Regions from separate parts of the Mus musculus genome. Here region 2 is linked to region 1. Evidence: chromatin contacts called from public promoter capture Hi-C data. All regions are on one chromosome and are shown on one strand. The core of a region is the stretch at or near the end of the contact, and the rest is flanking DNA. Distances in the headings are between cores, read along the strand shown.

Region 1 (3,690 bases), core at 749-3,248:
TACTAGTGCATAGGTGGTTCCCAGCATGAGAGACACAGGCAGGAGGATCATGAGTGTAACCCAGCCTAGACTACACAACAAACCTGTCCCAATAGTATCCAGATGAAAAAAGAACCAACTAATTACTGTTAACAGGAAGAGCATGCCATCTAAATAGGTGAGTTCACCAAGAAAACACAACTGTAACTCTGAATGCCTCTCATGAGAAAAGATGCAAAACACATGAAACAAAAACTGACATGCAGCAAAAAGAAATACGACAATCTAGTTATAGTTAGAAACCTCAATATACCCCTTTGGCAATTCATCAATCTAGCAGGCAGAACACCAGAAAAATAACAACTGTGGTACTGGCTACTAATGAGTTTGTGAAGCAAACAGTTGAGAGTGCCAACTTAAGGAAGAAGGAATTTCAAACTTTGATGTGTGTGTGTGCACGTGTGCATATGCATTTGCAAGGGCCACAGTACAAGCGTGGAACAGTTGTGGGTACTCTTTCATGCAAGTACCAAGGATCAACTTATACCAGGCTTGGCCACAAGGGCCTCTAAATGCCTAGCCACCACATGAGCCTTCCTCCTCGTCATTCAATCCAGCTCCTAGCCTACCTGGTGCTTACTTGCAGAGGACCTGGGTTCAATTCTCAACACCCCCACGGTGGCTCACAACGGCCCAATAACTCTAGTTCCAGGGGATCTGAAACCCTCTTTGAACTCCACAGGCACCAAGCACACTCATGATGCAGATATGCCTGGGACCCTAGATAAAGGGTCTAGGCAAAACACCATACACATAAAATAAATATTTAAAGAAAAAAAAAAGGAAACCTCGTTATCAGTAATTTAAGGGTTCCACATGAAATAATTTTCATAGACTACACTTCGTTTTGGGAAGTGTTGGCACTTTAAACCACAAAAGGTTACATATAATTGGGACCTGATCCCGATTAGAGCCTAAATTAAGTGGATCAGAGTCTACTTAAGGACTCTAGAGGCTCGGGTCTTGTTAGAAACCAGAGGCACAAGAAGAAAAAGAGAAAGGCTACGAAAGTAATCAGGGGAAGAAAGCATTGTTTTTATCAAGTGAAAATGTTAAGAAGCCGCGTGACTTAAACACAAGGATGCGGTGAAGTTCCCCCACGAAGGTCAAAAAACCTTGAAGGGTGTGAGATGTTAACAAATGTACCGACTAATATTTTACTAAGCTGGAAAAAGACATGCATATGGAAATGGAAAAGTCTGACTGAAACAATGAAACACAGGTTGATTGTTTGATGGAGGGATTATACTGTTTTGTTCTCGTAAGAACAAAAAAACAAAAACAAAAACAAAAACAAACAAAACCAGAACAAACACCAAGAAGGCACAACAAAAGAAATGACAGTCTCCTCCCGGGAGCCATTCAACAACAACAGACTGTACACAATAAGCCCCCGTAGCCTCCCCCTGACATCAGTCGGCCGCAGCCCTGGTCCGGTCCGCATCCTAGCTCAAGTTCAAGGTCCTGAGGGCCACGCCTGACCCCAGGACCCGGAAGAGGAGCGCTCCCTCGGGCTCTCCTGGTCTGACTCACCCCGCAGCAACCGCGGCGGTGGGGACAAGGCCTCCCTCAGGGTCCCGACCCGACCGCACTGCAGAGGGGTGTCTCCTCAGTGCCCGGCTCATGCCGGGGGCAACAGCGACGCCAGCACCTGTCTAGGCGGTCCCACCTCCTCCCACGGCCGGAGCCCGACCTCAGGCCTGACCCCGACTGCCAGGGCTTCCCCCGCTGACACGGCGCGGACGGCTTGTCCTCACGGTCCTACAGACTAACGCTGGGGTTCCGTAAAAGCGGGACGTAGATGGAAGAGGGAGACAAAGATGCTTAGGTCTAAGGAGGGCACGCTCACCTGGAGGGATCCGGACGTGAAAACGGAAGAAGCCGACTTCCGAGGAGCCGCTCGGCATCCAAAATGGCGACTCCCTCGACCTCCCCACCGCGGACTCGAGCGGAGGAATCCAAGGGGGCGGTGTTAGCCACGCCCTACCTAGCAGGGATTGGCTGCGCACACAACAAGGGGCGGAGCGAGGGACTATTTCCCACGGCGGAGGCGTGGGACCTGACTTGTGACACTTAACGTCACGCAGTGGGTTGAGTCATTTGCTAAGGGCGCGCCTTGCAATTTGCCCCGGGCGCGGCGGGGCGGGTGGAGGCTTCTCCTGGATTCTGTGCCCGGTACCCTTGTTCCAGATTCTTCCAGCCCCTGGAAAAACCGGCTGCAGACTGTCTCGCAAACGCCCGCGGATCCGAGCGGAGTCTGGCTTCCCCACTTAGCTCACCGGTCGGTCGGTCGGTCGGTCGGTCGGTCCTGGGACTCCGACCTCGGAGGGATGGTTGGGCGAGATTCAGCGCTGTGGAGCCGACTTTCCTCCACCGCCTCTCTTTCCACCGACACTGTCCGCCCCGCACCTTCACTAATGTACTCTGCACAGCCTCCACTCTCGCTCTTATTTTGTATCTGTATTCAGAGGCTTTTCTGGGCTTGAAAGCGAGAAAGAGCCTTCCTGTTCTCTGGCTCTTGGCCCTGCTATGAGGCCACAGCTATCAAGACCAAAACTGTGGCTTGTCTTGGGTCAGTGGTAAAACGAGGACTGCAGGTTACTTTGGGAGGATAATATGAATTGAAAATAACTGGCTTGTAACCATGTGCCGCTGTTCAAAGCTCCAGGATACTAGGACCTTAGAATTACACAATATTTGGTTCCCATAAAATGTTCAGATCGTTCCCCCAGCAAAATATTTGCATAGAAAAATTGTAGTTCTGCAATGAGATCATGACATTTGTGGCTAACACTTTCTACACACACAGTCCCAACAACAAAGTACAATGATAGAAAAATTTCCCCTGAAGCACAAATTAGTTTATTGGGCTCATTTACAGACCATAGGTGACAAGTCACTTAACAAGCAAGTGAGTAATCACTCTCCTTCAAATAAGCTTGCACTGGAAAGTATCCAGTAGAAATGAAGGCTTCCTGGCATGGATGGAGCCCACTTCCCTACTGCTCTCCAGCCCACACTCTAGCCCCTCCCCAGGCTACACGTAATTAGGGCGGAAGTACGTTCAACAGCTGGTATCGATTGCAGGCATACCCAGGTGAGGGTTCCAAGACCCTCTTGGCCCCTCCTTCAAATATGATGATCTTTGGGCACAGCTACATTCCTGAAGATGGCTGTTGTTTGGCTCCGATGATAGAAAAGTATCGCAGCACTTAAGGGGCAGGTTGTTCATATTTAAAGTGCCTAGGGACAACCCAACCGAAGGTGCGAATGTGTGTGGACATTGTTTAGATACAGTTTCAAACTAACCAATCCTTTTTTTTTTTCAGATGAATGTCATTAGATAATAAAGGCATACATATCAGATATTGTTATTTTGTATAAAATCTTTTCATGTAAGAAATGCCTATGTGTATAAAGGTAAAATGGCAGCCATAAAGCTTCAGTTTGTTTGTTTAATGGTGATGAGGACTGGAGTGTCCTTGCTAGCTTTATTATGTTTTCAGATACTGAAGTCAGGGCTGAAGAAATGGCTCAGTGGCTAAGAGTGAACACTGTTTTTCCAGAGGACAAGAGTTGGGTTTCCAGCACCTGTGACAGGTGGTTCAAAACCACCTAATTTCAACCCCAGGGGATCTCTGTAGTGGTTAT
Region 2 (3,690 bases), core at 332-2,831, 1.4 Mb after region 1:
AAACTGTTGATCTGTCTATCATTTGTCGCCTCCTGCGGCACCTTTACCCCTCGGGCTTTCTTTTGGTGAAAGACTTCACTCCTGGCTAATGCCTGGCTTTGCTCTCTGTCCTCACTTTGGCAGTAGCCATAGCTGCTCTCCTGTGCCAGCTATAGTGTTAGTCTGTGGTAGCATCACACATGATACAAATGGATGTTGGGGGCGCCTGCCATTCCCCCCTCAATCCCATTCTGACTACCATTTTCCCCTCCTATCTCCTAGAATGCAGCCAACCGGGGACTGAAAGCCAGCGAGTGGGTCCAGCAGGTTTCAGGCCTGATGGATGGTAAAGGCGGTGGCAAGGACATGTCCGCCCAGGCCACAGGCAAGAACGTGGGCTGCCTTCAGGAAGCACTGCAGCTGGCTACCTCCTTTGCCCAGCTCCGTCTGGGAGATGTGAAGAACTGATGGGAGGGAAGCCCTCTCGGGAAAGCAACTCGCCATCAACCAGACATGTCCGAAGGCGGGAATTCAGCCAGGAGCTCTCCTCCCGCCACGAAGACATTGGAGTCATGGGACCTCTCAGCAGCCCTGTCCGTCCTGATCCAGCGGTAATGGGAACACGCCTGGAGCTGTCCTGTGATTCATTGCCCCCCTCCATTACTGCTCTGAGCCCATTCATGTCAGCACCATCTGTCTAAAATCACTACCCAGGAATGCTTTTTAACGTCATGATCACATCTAGATGAGGTCACTCTGCCAGCCTGAGGCTTTAGGTCTGCAGAGGAAGGAAGCCTTTTCTCTGCAGAAAATAAAAAGGACCATGTGCAATACTTGGTGATGTCATGCGCTCTGCTTCTTGTCCTGAGGTGAGCCCTGGCTCCTGTATATCTGTTACGGTTCCAGCCTGTTTCTGGTTGATGGTATCACCGAATAGACTCCCAGACTCCTGAAAGTTCAGGAAATTCAATAGAAGGGTGGAGGAAAATAATTCTGAGTTGCTTCCAGTGGAGAACCACTGTTCTTAGTCTCTTAGGACAACCTCCACCATGCCTGTCCACATGCCTGTTTGAGGCTGCTGATATGAGGTCAGACAACTGATATAGGCAGTATGAACATGTAGGTGTGTCCTACTAACTGCCCCACCCCTACTGCTTTAACCTAAAGTAGGTTCAAGACCCTGGCCCAGCCCTAAAATGCAATTTGTATGAATCTACAAACAGCAGGGTCTGGAAGCAGAGATACTGTCTGCTTATGACAGTTCCTCAGAGTGTTAGAAATATCTAGTTGTACAAAGAGAGATACCGTCCATTTATTAAACAAGTGTTGAAGCAGCCAGAGGACTAATTGCACGAGTAAACAAAAACCTCTCACCTTGGGCAAGCTTATGTGAAACAGTCTGAATGCAAACTTCTAGGAATAACAACAGATCCGTTCCTTAGGACTAGCTAAAGTACCAGCATAGGAGTCCAGCTATACCTCGCCGTTCTTCCTCCACTCCGCTAGGTGGCAGCGCGCACACCTACCGCTCTCCCGATAGGCTCTGCGCGGGCGCGCATCTTTAAGCGAGCGGAAGAGCCGGGTGCGCAAGGGCAGCCCAGCAGGCGGAAGTAGCTCGCACGCCGGTAGCCGCCATGCCGGGAGACCATCGCCGCATCCGCGGGCCGGAGGAGTCTCAGCCGCCGCAGCTGTACGCGGCCGAAGACGACGAGACGCCCGCTGCTCGCGACCCGACGCGGCTCCGCCCGGTGTACGCGCGCGCCGGGCTGCTGAGCCAGGCCAAGGGCTCCGCCTACCTGGAGGCGGGCGGGACCAAGGTGCTGTGCGCCGTGTCCGGTCCGCGGCAGGCCGAGGGCGGCGAGCGCGGCAGCGGCCCTGCGGGAGCGGGCGGGGAAGCTCCCGCTGCCCTCCGGGGTCGCCTGCTCTGCGATTTCCGCCGCGCTCCCTTCTCCGGTCGCCGGCGTCGCGCGCCCCAGGGCGGCGGCGGGGAGGATCGCGAGCTGGGACTGGCGCTACAGGAGGCTCTGGAGCCCGCCGTGCGCCTGGGGCGCTACCCGCGTGCTCAGCTCGAGGTGTCGGCGCTGCTGCTGGAGGACGGCGGCTGTGCGCTGGCCGCGGCGCTCACCGCGGCCGCGCTCGCCCTGGCCGACGCGGGAGTGGAGATGTACGATCTGGTGGTGGGCTGCGGCCTGAGCCTCACCCCGGGACCCTCCCCGACCTGGCTGCTGGACCCCACGCGGCTGGAGGAGGAGCACTCCGCGGCCGGTCTCACGGTGGCCCTCATGCCTGTGCTCAATCAGGTGGCCGGGTTACTGGGCAGTGGGGAAGGCGGGCAGACTGAGAGTTGGACCGATGCTGTGCGCCTGGGCCTGGAGGGCTGCCAGCGCCTCTACCCAGTGCTGCAGCAGTGTTTGGTGCGGGCTGCCCGCCGGAGGGGTGCCGCCGCCCCACCCTGATTGGAAAAAACCGGAGCGACGAGGATTCGAGGACTGCTATCGCCCTTCTCTCCCTAAAGGACCAAGCGCTGATGGTCGCCTGACTCCGCAGAGCTGAGAAACGAAGAGTGGGGCAGTTGGGCGCACAGAACCAAAGCACTGGACAGCTCTGTTGGAAAGGTTTAAAAGGCCGTTGGAAACACGATCCAGTTGGAGAGATTTGAAAGCAGCCATACTCCCAAGTTGGAAAGGACTTGGGCTGGATTTACCTAGTAAATGAGATAAGGGGCTATGGTCTTGTAGGAGATGGACCCAGTGCAGGCCAGCCATTGGCTCCAATACATAATAAACTGATTCTTTTGAGAGGATGGACCAGGGGACTTTGCCTTCTCACTACTCAGAGTAAAACATAAAAACTATTTTATGACTGGAAATACATCTGTTGTGTTTTTTCTTGATACTAGAGTTAGAAACAATGCTGTTCTGAACTGGGTGTGTGTTGAGTCTGTGTTTTCAAGGGCTCCGAGTCATTACTGCCTTAAGTGTTCATATTAGCCCACTGTAACTAAGAAGGGGTGATGTGCTTTGTAGGAGAAACCTCGTGCCCTGGAGCATTGTCTGGGGCAGCTGCTGAGGTGATAAGTCTGAGGAGACTCCAGGACAGCCAGGGCTACACACAGAAACCCCTGTTTTTTGGGGGTGGGGGGAGGGAACTGGAGAGAGTTAAAAGAAGTTCTGGTGCCCCCCTATCCTTTCCTTTAGGACAAAATCATGTCTAGGAGTTGGGTAACTGAAGGATTATGCTCTGGAAGGACGCCCAGTCCCATCCTGGTGTCCTGTCCAGGCTTGGCTCCTGGCACTAAGGCTCAGTGCAGCAATGGACTACTCAAATGGGGACCACCTAAATACTGTGGCATCGCTTACAGCCTGGCTATTCCATAAGGCAGAGCGGGCCTGACCAGGATTATAGGGGCTTTTCTTCACTTAGGGTTGAATTGGAGGAAGCTGTGTGGCACTTATTAAGTAAGGGGTTACTTAATAAGTGTCAAGAAAAAAGTATACATTTTGGCTGGGTGGTGGTGGTACACGCCTTTAATCCCAGCACAAGAGGTTGGTTAGGTTAGCACACACAACCTTACAGCTTGGTGTCACTGTAGGGATGCAAGTGTGTTTCACTACTGTGGCTGCAGAAAAATTGACACACTACCAAGTTTAGTGGTGCGTGGGCAAGGAAGCAACCTTCATTTTGTGAGAGCCAACAGTGTTCACTGGGTTC

What was found. Promoter capture Hi-C pulls out the DNA fragments that hold promoters and counts their contacts.
Region 2: a promoter capture Hi-C map of second pharyngeal arch cranial neural crest shows a contact between it and region 1. The contact joins the promoter of Exosc6 here to the promoter of Ist1 in region 1. A contact is called at or near these places in 3 of 39 promoter capture datasets (cranial neural crest, pre-B cells and second pharyngeal arch cranial neural crest).

The regions. Positions count from the first base shown.
Region 1 is chr8:109,691,296-109,694,985 of GRCm38.p6, forward strand. Ist1 (increased sodium tolerance 1 homolog (yeast)) reads right to left here and starts at 1,999. Exons shown (of 10, transcript NM_028018.2): 1 at 1,889-1,999.
Region 2 is chr8:111,054,758-111,058,447 of GRCm38.p6, forward strand. It overlaps Exosc6 (exosome component 6), which reads left to right and starts at 1,582. Exons shown (of 1, transcript NM_028274.4): 1 at 1,582-2,907. The coding sequence starts at 1,614. The coding sequence ends at 2,435. It overlaps Aars (alanyl-tRNA synthetase), which reads left to right. Exons shown (of 21, transcript NM_146217.4): 21 at 262-812. The coding sequence ends at 447. It also overlaps a transcript of Gm38523 not described here.